3 separate regions of the Gossypium hirsutum genome follow, and regions 2 and 3 are each linked to region 1. The links are chromatin contacts, called in public Hi-C maps. All regions are on one chromosome and are shown on one strand. Each heading gives the region's core, a stretch centred on a gene start, on an enhancer-like site or on the middle of the called end of the contact. The rest is flanking DNA. Distances are from core to core; before and after follow the strand shown. Region 1 holds the start of LOC121223339 (rubredoxin). Region 2 has its middle 4.8 kb from the start of LOC107945972. Region 3 holds the start of LOC107945961 (serine/threonine-protein kinase EDR1).

What was found. A called contact is a pair of places that touch in the nucleus more often than the background predicts.
Region 2: a contact with region 1 is called in a Hi-C map of leaf, with 1.7 times the contacts expected there. The contact joins the enhancer-like site here to the promoter of LOC121223339 in region 1. A contact is called at or near these places in 4 of 34 Hi-C or Micro-C datasets (all in leaf).
Region 3: a Hi-C map of leaf shows a contact between it and region 1, with 2.5 times the contacts expected there. The contact joins the promoter of LOC107945961 here to the promoter of LOC121223339 in region 1. A contact is called at or near these places in 3 of 34 Hi-C or Micro-C datasets (hypocotyl and leaf).

Annotation. Positions count from the first base shown.
Region 1 is chrD11:59,252,355-59,256,010 of Gossypium_hirsutum_v2.1, forward strand. LOC121223339 (rubredoxin) reads left to right here and starts at 1,617. Exons shown (of 1, transcript XM_041104600.1): 1 at 1,617-3,301. The coding sequence starts at 2,561. The coding sequence ends at 3,166. LOC107945964 (probable transcription factor At3g04930) reads left to right here and starts at 180. Exons shown (of 1, transcript XM_041104599.1): 1 at 180-3,301. The coding sequence starts at 439. The coding sequence ends at 1,707.
Region 2 is chrD11:59,097,648-59,101,303 of Gossypium_hirsutum_v2.1, forward strand. No RefSeq gene overlaps it. Among protein-coding and RNA genes, the nearest start is that of LOC107945972, 4.8 kb to the left of the region's middle. Within about 2 kb of position 1,789, at least 4 of the 9 cell types and tissues checked have an H3K27ac peak or open chromatin away from gene starts, as enhancers often do. A contact at or near this core is called in leaf, where this site is marked.
Region 3 is chrD11:59,398,872-59,402,527 of Gossypium_hirsutum_v2.1, forward strand. It overlaps LOC107945961 (serine/threonine-protein kinase EDR1), which reads left to right and starts at 1,733. Exons shown (of 13, transcript XM_041104605.1): 1 at 1,733-2,266; 2 at 3,581-3,656. The coding sequence starts at 1,811.

The sequences.
Region 1 (3,656 bases), core at 367-2,866:
ATCTGTGATCTCTATCTAATTATTAATGATATTTTAATAATTTTTTTATATTATTAATACATAATTTTGATAATATTTTTACTCTAAATTTTAAATTCAAATCACGAATTTTAAACACTAAACCTCAAACTCAAACTCTCTGCAAGTTAATTTTTCAAACGTTGACCTATCTTAATTGAAATATTTTAAAGTTTTAAAAATCAATTTAATTTCTGGGTTATAATTTTACGGGAATTAACTTTTACAATCATTTTACAATTAAGTCACAAGTTGAAGAAGAAATTTAAAATTTTCTATATATGTTAAATCTCCCGAACACGCGCCAAGGAAGCGCGTTGACTGTTAGCTCTCTCTAACCAAACATCCCACCTTCCCCTTCCTCTTCAACCGAGTCCAACAAACACGCTTTCCTAATCACCGATTCCTCGTGAACCTCTCATGGCTTCGGAGCAGTACGGCGCCGTTTTCGAGGTATCTCAGGACGACGACGACGAACCTTCTTCCTCCGATAACGAGATCAACGAAAATGACGACGTCCTTAACGGTAACGAAGACGTTTTGAACGATGAAGAAGACGAGGTATTGTTAGAGGAAGAAGAAGACATAAATTCCCCTTCTTTACTCCCTCAACCGATCCCTTCCCAAGTATCCTTCGCCTCAGTCCCTGCCGTTCCTCTCGCCGTCCCCTCCGCTGCCGCCGTAACCATCGCCGCCATCTCGACCGACGAATTGCCTCCTGATTCCAAAAGCCAACGCGTCGATTCCGTTGTGGCGGAGAAAAAAACTCCGCCGCCGCAGCAATTGGACGATTCGCGACGGTTATTTCAACGGTTATGGACCGACGAAGACGAGATCGAGCTTCTCCAAGGGTTCCTCGATTACACAATGTTGAAAACGAGCTCAAATCCCTCTTCTACTTCTCACCATCACCATCAAGATACGGCTTTGTTTTACGATCAAATCAAATCGAAACTCCAGCTGGATTTCAACAAGAATCAATTAGTGGAGAAGCTTCGAAGGTTGAAGAAGAAATATAGGAACGTGATTAGCAAGATCAGTTCAGGTAAAGAATTTTCCTTCAAAAGCCCTCATGATCAAGCTACTTTTGAAATTTCTAGAAGGATCTGGAATGATGGTGTTAGCAAAGTAGAAGATAATGTCTTAGATGATGACGAAAATAACAATAATAACAACGCTAGTTTGATCGATGAAAGTGGAGAGAAAAAGAATTTGACACAGAAACCAGCAGCCACGAAGAAAAGGTCGAGAAATAAAGGAGTGAAAATGGAGGAAAAAAGAGATGTAAACGATGGAATTGTGCATATAGATAGTAACTCTAATGATAGGGTTAATAATGATAATGGTAATGTAGAAGCACTTGGTGGTGGTAGCAGTGGAGGAGGAGCTAACACGGGGGCGGCCGGGGTCATAGAGGAGACCGTGAGGAGTTGTGTAACACCCTTGTTTAAGGAGTTGTTAGGTAGTGTACTGGGAGGAGGAGGGGGATATGGAGGAAGAGGGATCAGTGGATTGGTGATGAATGCAATTCCATTGTGTTTGGGCGGCGGTGGGGGCAACGGGGAATGGATGGATGAAAGATGGAGAAAGCTGCAGATAATGGAGTTGGAAGTTTATTCGAAACGGGTGGAGCTGGTGCAGGATGAGATTAAGGCGGCTTTGGAGGAGCTCCGGTCGATGAATGGGTGATTTTGGATAAGCTGATATAGTGTAGGGAAGAAAGTGGCTTTTGGGTTTCGGTTGATTTGATTGAAATGATGGTTCTGCTTTGCTTAGTTTGTTTGTTATAATTTTTTTTTTTCACATTTGTGTACAATATATGATATATTCAAACATGAGTTGGGTTGATTTGCTTAGAGGATGTTATGTTACGATTAATGTAAAGCCTTGACAGAATGCTTTTTGGGTTTTGGAATAACGAGTTCTGGTTATTTTGAAGCTGAAGCTTATTCAACTTGATTTGATGTCATGGGTAAATGTTTGGTAGTTTCAGAGGGAAGACACTATGGTGTGGTTTTTATATGAGCATAATAGAAAAGAAGGGCTGCAAAATTGAATGTTTGATTAGGTTTCAGGCTATTCTGATTCACATTATCAATATATAAAATTTCTTGGGTTATCCCAGATCCAATCCGTCTATTTTGTTTGTAAAATTAAATGTCGATTCCACATACCATGGTGAGGTGGCAAAGTCTTTGATATCAGTCTCGGGATCAAAACTTCGTATTTGATCCTGGAACAATTTCTACCTTTCCTTTGTAAAAAGGAAAATGAGGAGTTGGAGCCCAAGTGAAAACCAGGCTTATCCAAGTCAAAACAAAAAATTAGCCCCATAACAAGAAGTTGCATGGTAGACAGAGAGACAGGTGCCTCACCTTATCCAAATCCTTTTATTTTTTTCAAACAGGAAAAGAGCATATGCCCCTTCCCTTCCATGGATCCCTTTCATTTCTCCTCCACCCACTGCCAAAAATATCACTAAACCAAGTCTGACGCCAAAACCCAAAATCAGTAAAAATAGAAAGAGAAATCCTCCATTGAAATGGCATCTGCAACAGCAAGACTCATTTTTCCTCTTCACCACTTAACCCAACCTTGTCCGAAGCCCAAAAAACCTAATCTCTTTCCCTTCCATAAACTCCTCTCCAGAATTCCTCCCAACATCCTCCAAACCCATAGAAACCAACCCCATTTCACCGTTCGTTCCATTGATGTCTCAAAAGAAGACAGTCAAGAAACCCCAACTTCTGACCCAGATAACAAACAATCTCCATCAGTGGAAGAAACAAGTGGGGGAGAAGAGACGATTGACAAACGCAGGTTAGAAGAGAAGTTTGCTGTGTTGAACACAGGGATATATGAGTGCAGGTCATGTGGGTTCAAGTATGATGAAGCAGTGGGTGATCCTTCCTATCCAATTCCACCAGGGTTTCAGTTTGATAAGTTGCCTGATGATTGGAGATGCCCTACCTGTGGGGCTGCAAAGTCTTTCTTTGAGAGTAAGAGTGTTGAGATTGCTGGGTTTGCTCAGAATCAGCAGTTTGGTTTAGGAGGCAATGCTCTTACTTCTGGTCAAAAGGCCCTCTTAATTTATGGCAGTTTGTTCTTCTTCTTTGTGCTCTTCTTGAGTGGCTACTTTTTGCAATAGGTAGGTAGGGTGCATAATATAAATTTCTGTAATTGTTCTTTGCCTTAAAGGTATATTTTTGTGCAAATAGGAAAATCCATCAACCCCCCCCCACCCCCCAAAAAAAATCGAAGCTTCTTTGAGTTTTGTGTTTCATTTTAGTTTTCTTGGCATTTCGTTGCTCCATGCATGCTTAAAATATAAAATTCAAGGGTTTTGAATAGATCATGGTACCATTGGCAACCATTAATCCAAAAAGAGATTTTTGTGGTTTCAAGTACTTTGAAATTATCTGCAAATCAAGATTGTAGAATCTTAGATATTGAATGATCCTTCCCCATGGCAACGATACTAACACCTTGAACTTTAGGTTTACCAGCTTTTAGGCCTTGTTTCTAGGCTTTGTTTTGTAGGAATCTGAGCTTTGATCCTCATTCATTTACCAAGTTTTTTAGAAGCTTTGGTTTTAAAAAAGAGATTATATTATACTTCATAAGATTGTAAATCATGA
Region 2 (3,656 bases), core at 539-3,038, 150 kb before region 1:
CATGTAAAAGGATTAAGATATTTAAGTAGTGAATGTTTTTGTATCATATTTATCTATATTATTATTTAAACTCTTAATAGAGTTGATGTTACAAGTTAATTGGGTATTAATTTGATTAGAAAATTACAAAAATGCCTTTCCATAATAAAAATAAGTAATAGTATTGGGAGTATTTTAGTCTTTTCATTTATAAAAAATCAATAAAAATATACATATGGTGAGATTCAAACTCACATCATCAATTGCTTTAGTAAAACCTTCATTTACCACTCAAGTTTCAACTAAAGTTTTATTTTGATATTTTTATACATTTTAATTTTATTATGCACACTTATTACCTTAATCAATTGTATCTATTCTATTATTTAAACTTCTGATTGAGTTGGTGTCACGAGTCAACCAGGCACCAACTCCATTAAAAAATTATGAGAATGTCCTTCAGTAATAAAAATAAGTAATATTATTCAAGAGTATTTTAGTCTTTTCACTTTAAAAAATTAATAAAAATATGCATATGATGGACTATGAACCCACATCATCAATTACTTCAATAAATCCTTTAATTTACCACTCAACTAAAGATTTATTTTCATATTTTTGTACATTTTATTTTATTAAGTACACCTTATTACCTCTATCAGTTATATATACACTATTTATTAGGCCCTGATTGAGCTAGTGCCACCCTCAACATAATCACCAACTCGGACAGAAAATTATGAGAATATCTTTTGTAATTAAAAGAAGTTATATTATTCGAGTGTATTTAGTCTTAACCAAAAAGCAATTAAAATAAACATATGGTGGAATTTGAACCCACACTAATTTGATTACTAAAATCTTAATTTGACCACTCAACCAAAGCTTTATTTTAATTTTTTATATAATTTTGTTTTAATATACACAATTTATTATTTACATTAGTTGTATAATTAGTTTTAAATCATACGTTTTATTGTTTATTGTATCTTACTTTTAAATAAGCCTCTGTGTTTTAAATATGTGATTTCCATACGCATATGCGTGTGATAAAATTTTTAGTATTAATAATGGATTGGACTAAGTTAGCAAGTTAACTCGATACTAACTCAAGATAGATGACAACACCATGATAAACAATTTAATCTAATCTTCAAACAATAAGTTTCATTATTTATTGTTTGTTATTTTTAAACACATGTTTATGTTTTAAATTTGTAATTTTCCTACGTTATGCGTGTGATAGAATTTCTAATTAATTTTATATAACAAGAGGTTTAAGAAATAATTATAGAAAAAAAATTGAAAAGGTTGGATATTCAACCTTTATATTAAGAAAATTTACTTGTAGCCTTTCAATAGCCAAAATAAAATATATTATAAAAAAAAAAACTTTTCTACAATGGTTGAAAAGAAGGAAAGAAAAACAGTAAAAAACTACAAATTGAAAAAATGAACTAGAGCTATCCTAGAAAGGAGAAGAAATGAAATGAAAGCACACCCACCCAAACTTTTGATGAAAGGGAAATAATAATTATGTAATAAATTAATAAAAATAAATGTCAAAACCCTAAGATCGAATTACTCGAATAGTAAGAAATTAGATGTTTTTTAAATAAAAGTTTTATGAAAGGAAAAAACAGTTTCATTTAATCTGGATCCACTCTAAATTTAATATATAATTTTTTAATCAGAAAAAAGGACAAGTAAAAAACAAAAAGCAAATAGATAAGTGTTGGGGTTGGGGTTGGGGTTGGGGTTGTGGTGGCTATCAAGATTCCAAGGTTCAAAGGGGTTGGCCTAATCAAGTTGGTTTAATTAAGTGTCACTACCAAACAAATCACTTTAAGCAAAGCTAATGTTTTAGGCAAAGCAGTGAATAAGACCATACATTTTTTAGCATTTAATTTGCATGTGAATTTCAGACCTCCATTGTCATGACATGTGCCCTATCCCCCCACACTGCACACATGACCTGCTTCTTTCTTCTTCTTTTTTTGGGTTTTTGCAACATTTTGGTAAGATATTATAAAATTTGTACTTACAATTTTTTTTAACAATTTTATTATAGGTTCTGATTATATCTATTTTTCTGATACAATATCTAAAATTATCTATAGCCCCTCCTCAACCCATAAATAGAAAGATAATGCATTTCAACGCACTCAAACCCATATGCTCATGCATTGACAATAATACTCATGCCAATCAAACTAAAATTTAATTGATTAATTAAGAGATTTTTTAAAACCAAATTTTCATTAAATACATCAATATATAAAATTTCCGCTTTCCAAATACTAAATTTACATATAAAATAAGAGTCATATATTGGAAATTTTATTTTAATGTGTAATGTGACATTTAATTCTAATTTCATGTAATTATCAACTATATTATATTTTAATTTTGATTTAATTATTATAAATCACCATCACTATTATTAATGTGATGTTATTTTACATTTACTTTTTGCATATAAAAATAATTATAGTTACCTAAAATGAAAAATTAGTAGAGCTATTTGTTTTATTTACGTGCGTAATAAGATTAAAATCAAAATTTTATATGAATAATTGAATAAAAATTAAAAATACTTTTACACAATTGTTCAAATCAAAGTTTATACATTACAAATTGAATAAGTGTTGACATATAATTTTGGGATTTATTTTTGTAAAATAATAATATAAACACTGCATTATACATTTTAAAAATAAAAAGAGTCAAATATGAATTAACTCTTTTGCAAAAAAAAAAAACCCAAGTAACATAGCTTCTTTGACCATGGGCAAGCAAGCACATAATAATTCATTGAAGGGAAAGATGCGTTTAAGTACACTTGAATTTATGCTCTAATTGTTGTAATAACAACATTATCAATTGAAGTAAAACTCAAGTAGTAGTATATATTAACTATTTATGTATGAGGAAGGATCCATTCACACCGATATATTTTTATATGATTAATATTTTAATGATCCAACTGTTAAATTTACTGATACAATTATACTTATCATGCATGTAAAAAATTGAACCGATCCAATATATCTATCATGTCGATCTAAAATATTGTATATATTAATATTTATTTAACAATTTAAAATTTTTTATAAAATAAATAGTTAAAAATTTTAAATTTGACATGAATGATCTATATAAATGGAATATAAAATATGAAGGTTGGGTTGTTAAAATATTAATAGTACAACAATATACGAAAAGATGTAAAACTATTTTAATTTTATACCCGTACATTGTTATGATATTATTTAATATAAAATAATTTAAATCCTAAATTGTAAACGTGAGAATATTAGGGTTAGGAAAGCCTATTTTTAGCTTGGGTTGAATAAAAAAAAAAGTCTAAAATTTCTTTTTGTTTGTCAAAAAGAGATAAATAAAGCAAAGGACACTTTCTCAATGGGAAACTTTGTAAGGGACATTTTGCTTTTGAGCGGGAAGAAATGTATGCTTCTATATTCTTCTTTGGAATTATAATTATTATACTCACCTCATTTTTGTACGGAAGTTTGATTAATTGATTCTTCATAAGAATTTTTTCCCCTTCAATTTTCAAATTTAACATTATAAAAGGAACAGAAATTTACTTTTGCCATGATTGCTAAAATTATTTAATTAAACCTATTACTTGCCAAAAAAGAGTTTTTTTTAAC
Region 3 (3,656 bases), core at 483-2,982, 150 kb after region 1:
AATTTTTTAAAGAATTTTCTTCTCAAGTATTATTGATAATTTTTTATAATAATTAATATATATTTTTAGCATGTAAGACTATTTAATTATATAATTACAATTTGAACTACCAAATATGACATAGGAATTATAATATAATTACATTTTATTAGCTAAAGACTTCTAAGAAATTAAATTTTTTTTATAATTACAAGAGAATGTAGTTACTTCAATTTCTTTGTAATGTCCGAACACACCCTTAAATTATGTTTGGTATATTATGGAATATAATTAGACTATTTGATAAATAAAATTTTAAAAAATTAAAAATAAAGTATTTGGATAATGTTTAAAGAAATAAAATAAAAATTTAAAAAATTCAAAACAAAGTATTTGGATAATGTTTAAAGAAATAAAATAAAAATAATTGAAAAAATACATTAAGTGATAAGTGACTCATTATCTCCTTATCATTTTATACACTTTTTCTTTGAAAAGTTCTATATTTTGTTTTTTTTTAATGGATTATCAAAGTGCTTGAAAAAATCATTGAAAATATTAATTTTTAGTTGATTTAATTTTTTCAATGAGTTAGCAGACAAGCCCTAAATCTTAAAAAATAATAATCAAAATTTATGTATTATTTCTAGGTCAAATTATGATAATAATCCTTGTACTATATGTAAATTACAGATTTGGTCTATGTATCTTATTTGAACAATTTTAGTCCATGTATTTTTTAAATTTAAAATTTTAATCTTGACTCAAAAGGTAATTGTTAAATTTATTAGGTTAAATCTACTATTAGTCTCATACTATGTGTAATTTGTGGATTTAATCCATATTTTCTAATTTGATAGTTTTTAGCCCCTATACTTTTTGAATTTTGAAATTCCAATATTGACTAAAAACAATAGCCTTTTAAGCCCATTAATAAAATAACGCAACTTTTTTATAAGCATTATATGAAAATAGTAAGCTGGCATGACATTACACTTATGATAATATATTTGTTGCATAAGGTTTTTAAAATAACAACATTTAACTTGATGAATTAAATAATTATTATTTTGGTCAAGACTAAAATTTTAAAATTCAAAAAGTATAAAAAATTAAAATATCAAATTAAAATATAAAAAATAAATTTACAACTTATACATATTAGAGAGACCAAGAACAAAATTTGACCAAAATTTTAACTTGGTGTTATCAAATTCTAACTTATATAATTTTGTCAAACAATGTCTTATAAAGTTTATGGACCCATAAACAACAGCCACCCTAATGTTAGTTGAACCGGATTGAATCGAAAAGTATTTTTGAATTGATTGAATCGAAATTGGATACAAACCGATTAAATTGATTAAAAGTCGATAAAATTTATGATCAAATTGATTGAATTGGTGGTCAAATTGATTAAACTAAAATTATTTAAAATTTTTAAATTTTTAACAATTTTTTAATTGAACTAATTAAACCGATTGAATCAATTGGATTGACGAACTGGTAAACTTAAACGATTTGATCACCTATCCAATTTAAAAAACATTATGGTCCTCCACTCCACGTATGCAAAACTCAATGCCAGCGTGTCATATTTCCATTGGTTTCCTTCACTTGAACATCGTCAAACGAATGCGCGTGTAGGAAAAGATTATGAATGGCAATTTCGTAGATATTTCTCAAAGACAAGCCGTATTATTACCCACCAAGACTACTATATATACATACAGCAATACCATTCCTCTAAGTTTCCCTCCTATTGTTTCCGACATTACGTTGACCCTTCCAAAAAAAAAAAGAAAGTAAAGAAAAGAAAGTGAGAGAGAAAATGCGAGAAAGCGAGGAAACTGAGAAAGTGAAGAAGATGAAGAAACGAGAAAAAATGAAGCACATTTTTAAGAAGCTGCACATAGGAAGCAGTAACGATCCCGCTGATAATCAACGCGCCGCGTCGGAGAACTCTCCGGCGAGTCCTCCTACTACAACTAGTGCATCATCGTCCCCGGTGACCGCGACGACTGTGCCTGTAACATCGAGCACGGGTTTGATTACGCCGTCATCAACGGTGACTGCGACGAATCGAGCGTCTGATTATATGTTATCGGAGGAAGAGTTTCAGGTTCAGTTAGCCCTAGCTATAAGCGCTTCGAATTCGGAGGATCCGAAGAAGGATCAGATCCGAGAAACGGCTATTTTGAGTTTAGGGAGTCATCATCGGATGGATTTGGGGGTAGGGAGGGATAAGGATGATGTGGCAGCCGAGGTCTTAGCCAGGCAGTATTGGGTAAGTGTTTTGTATTTTTTTTTGTGTTTTTTAAGAATTTTGAAGGTTGAATTGGAATTTTGGTAGATCGAATTGGACTGAATGAGCTAGAATTTTGCTTGTTGTAGTTGGTTCAGCTGGCTAAGTTTCGGACTATTTAATTAGGGCTAGTTACTGTATTGAATTTATGTGGAAAAGCTCGAATTAATTGTGCTTTTACTGGAGAAATGGAAGTTAATAGTGAATTGTTTTTACTTTAACTGTTTTGTATCTGATCATGAAGTAGGTTACTCTGGACTCTTGCTTCTTGTGAATTGTGGTGGATAAGCTGGGAAGAGCGTCTACCTTTAGGTTTTGATGGTTTCTAGGAGTTTTATGTCTTCTTTTGCTTGATACTTTTTTGAGGGTTGACCTGAAATTTTGGTAAATCTAATTAAAGTGAGTGGCCTGGATCAGGGGCGTTTAGTTTCTGCTATTGATTCATTTTTGGATTGATTGATTAGCGCAAGCTATGGTTTGAGCTTTATTTTGGATTCTCATATATGGTGAATTTTCGTGAAAAAGCTTGAACTAATATGTGTTTCCACAAGAATTATGGTAGTTTATATACATTTTATGGTATTTTTTATAATCAAAATTTGAGCTTGAATGGTTTGCTAACTAGGAATGAAGTACCTGGAAACTGAACCATGGTGCGTTCTTGTGAATGAGCTTTAGTTTTTACGGTTAGCATTTGACTTTGCTGGTGTTACAGTTTGGAATTGGTCATATTGGGCCAGTTACTGTAAGAGTTTTGCTTCTTGCTAAGCCGTGTAGGGTAAGCTGGTGAAGCAGCTATTACTTAGATATTTTTTGTAATGGTCAGTGTTACAAATTTCAGGATTTAATCAGAAGCTTGGAGACCTTGAAGGATTTTAATGTTAGCAGAAATCATTTTATAAGCCGAAGAGAATCCGTTTAAATTGTCTTTGATAGCATGTTTCTATGTGCTCTTAGTCATGGCCTTTTTACATGTCTTGTTTTGCTTTAGTTGATGTTTGTTGTCTGGCCTATACTTATGCTGACTTGCAACTTTTTCCAATGCTTGAATCAATGATTTCTTTTAAAAAAAATCCAAATAAATTTTGACTGCTTCTATAACTAGATTTGGATTGATGCTAAGCCTTAGCAACTTACTTTTTGGAACCCCCCCCCCCTTTTTCTTGTAGAACTCTTTGGAACGTGAATATGGTCATTTGGATTTTGGACTGAATGAGTCTTCCATTCCTGTCATGTCTTGCTATTTCTTGAGTTATTTAATTAGGACTGATTGATTGGGGTGTTTTGGTTCACCAGGAATATGATGTGCTTGATTATGAGGAAAGAGTGGTGGATGGTTTCTATGATGTATATGGGCTCTCCAGTGAATCAG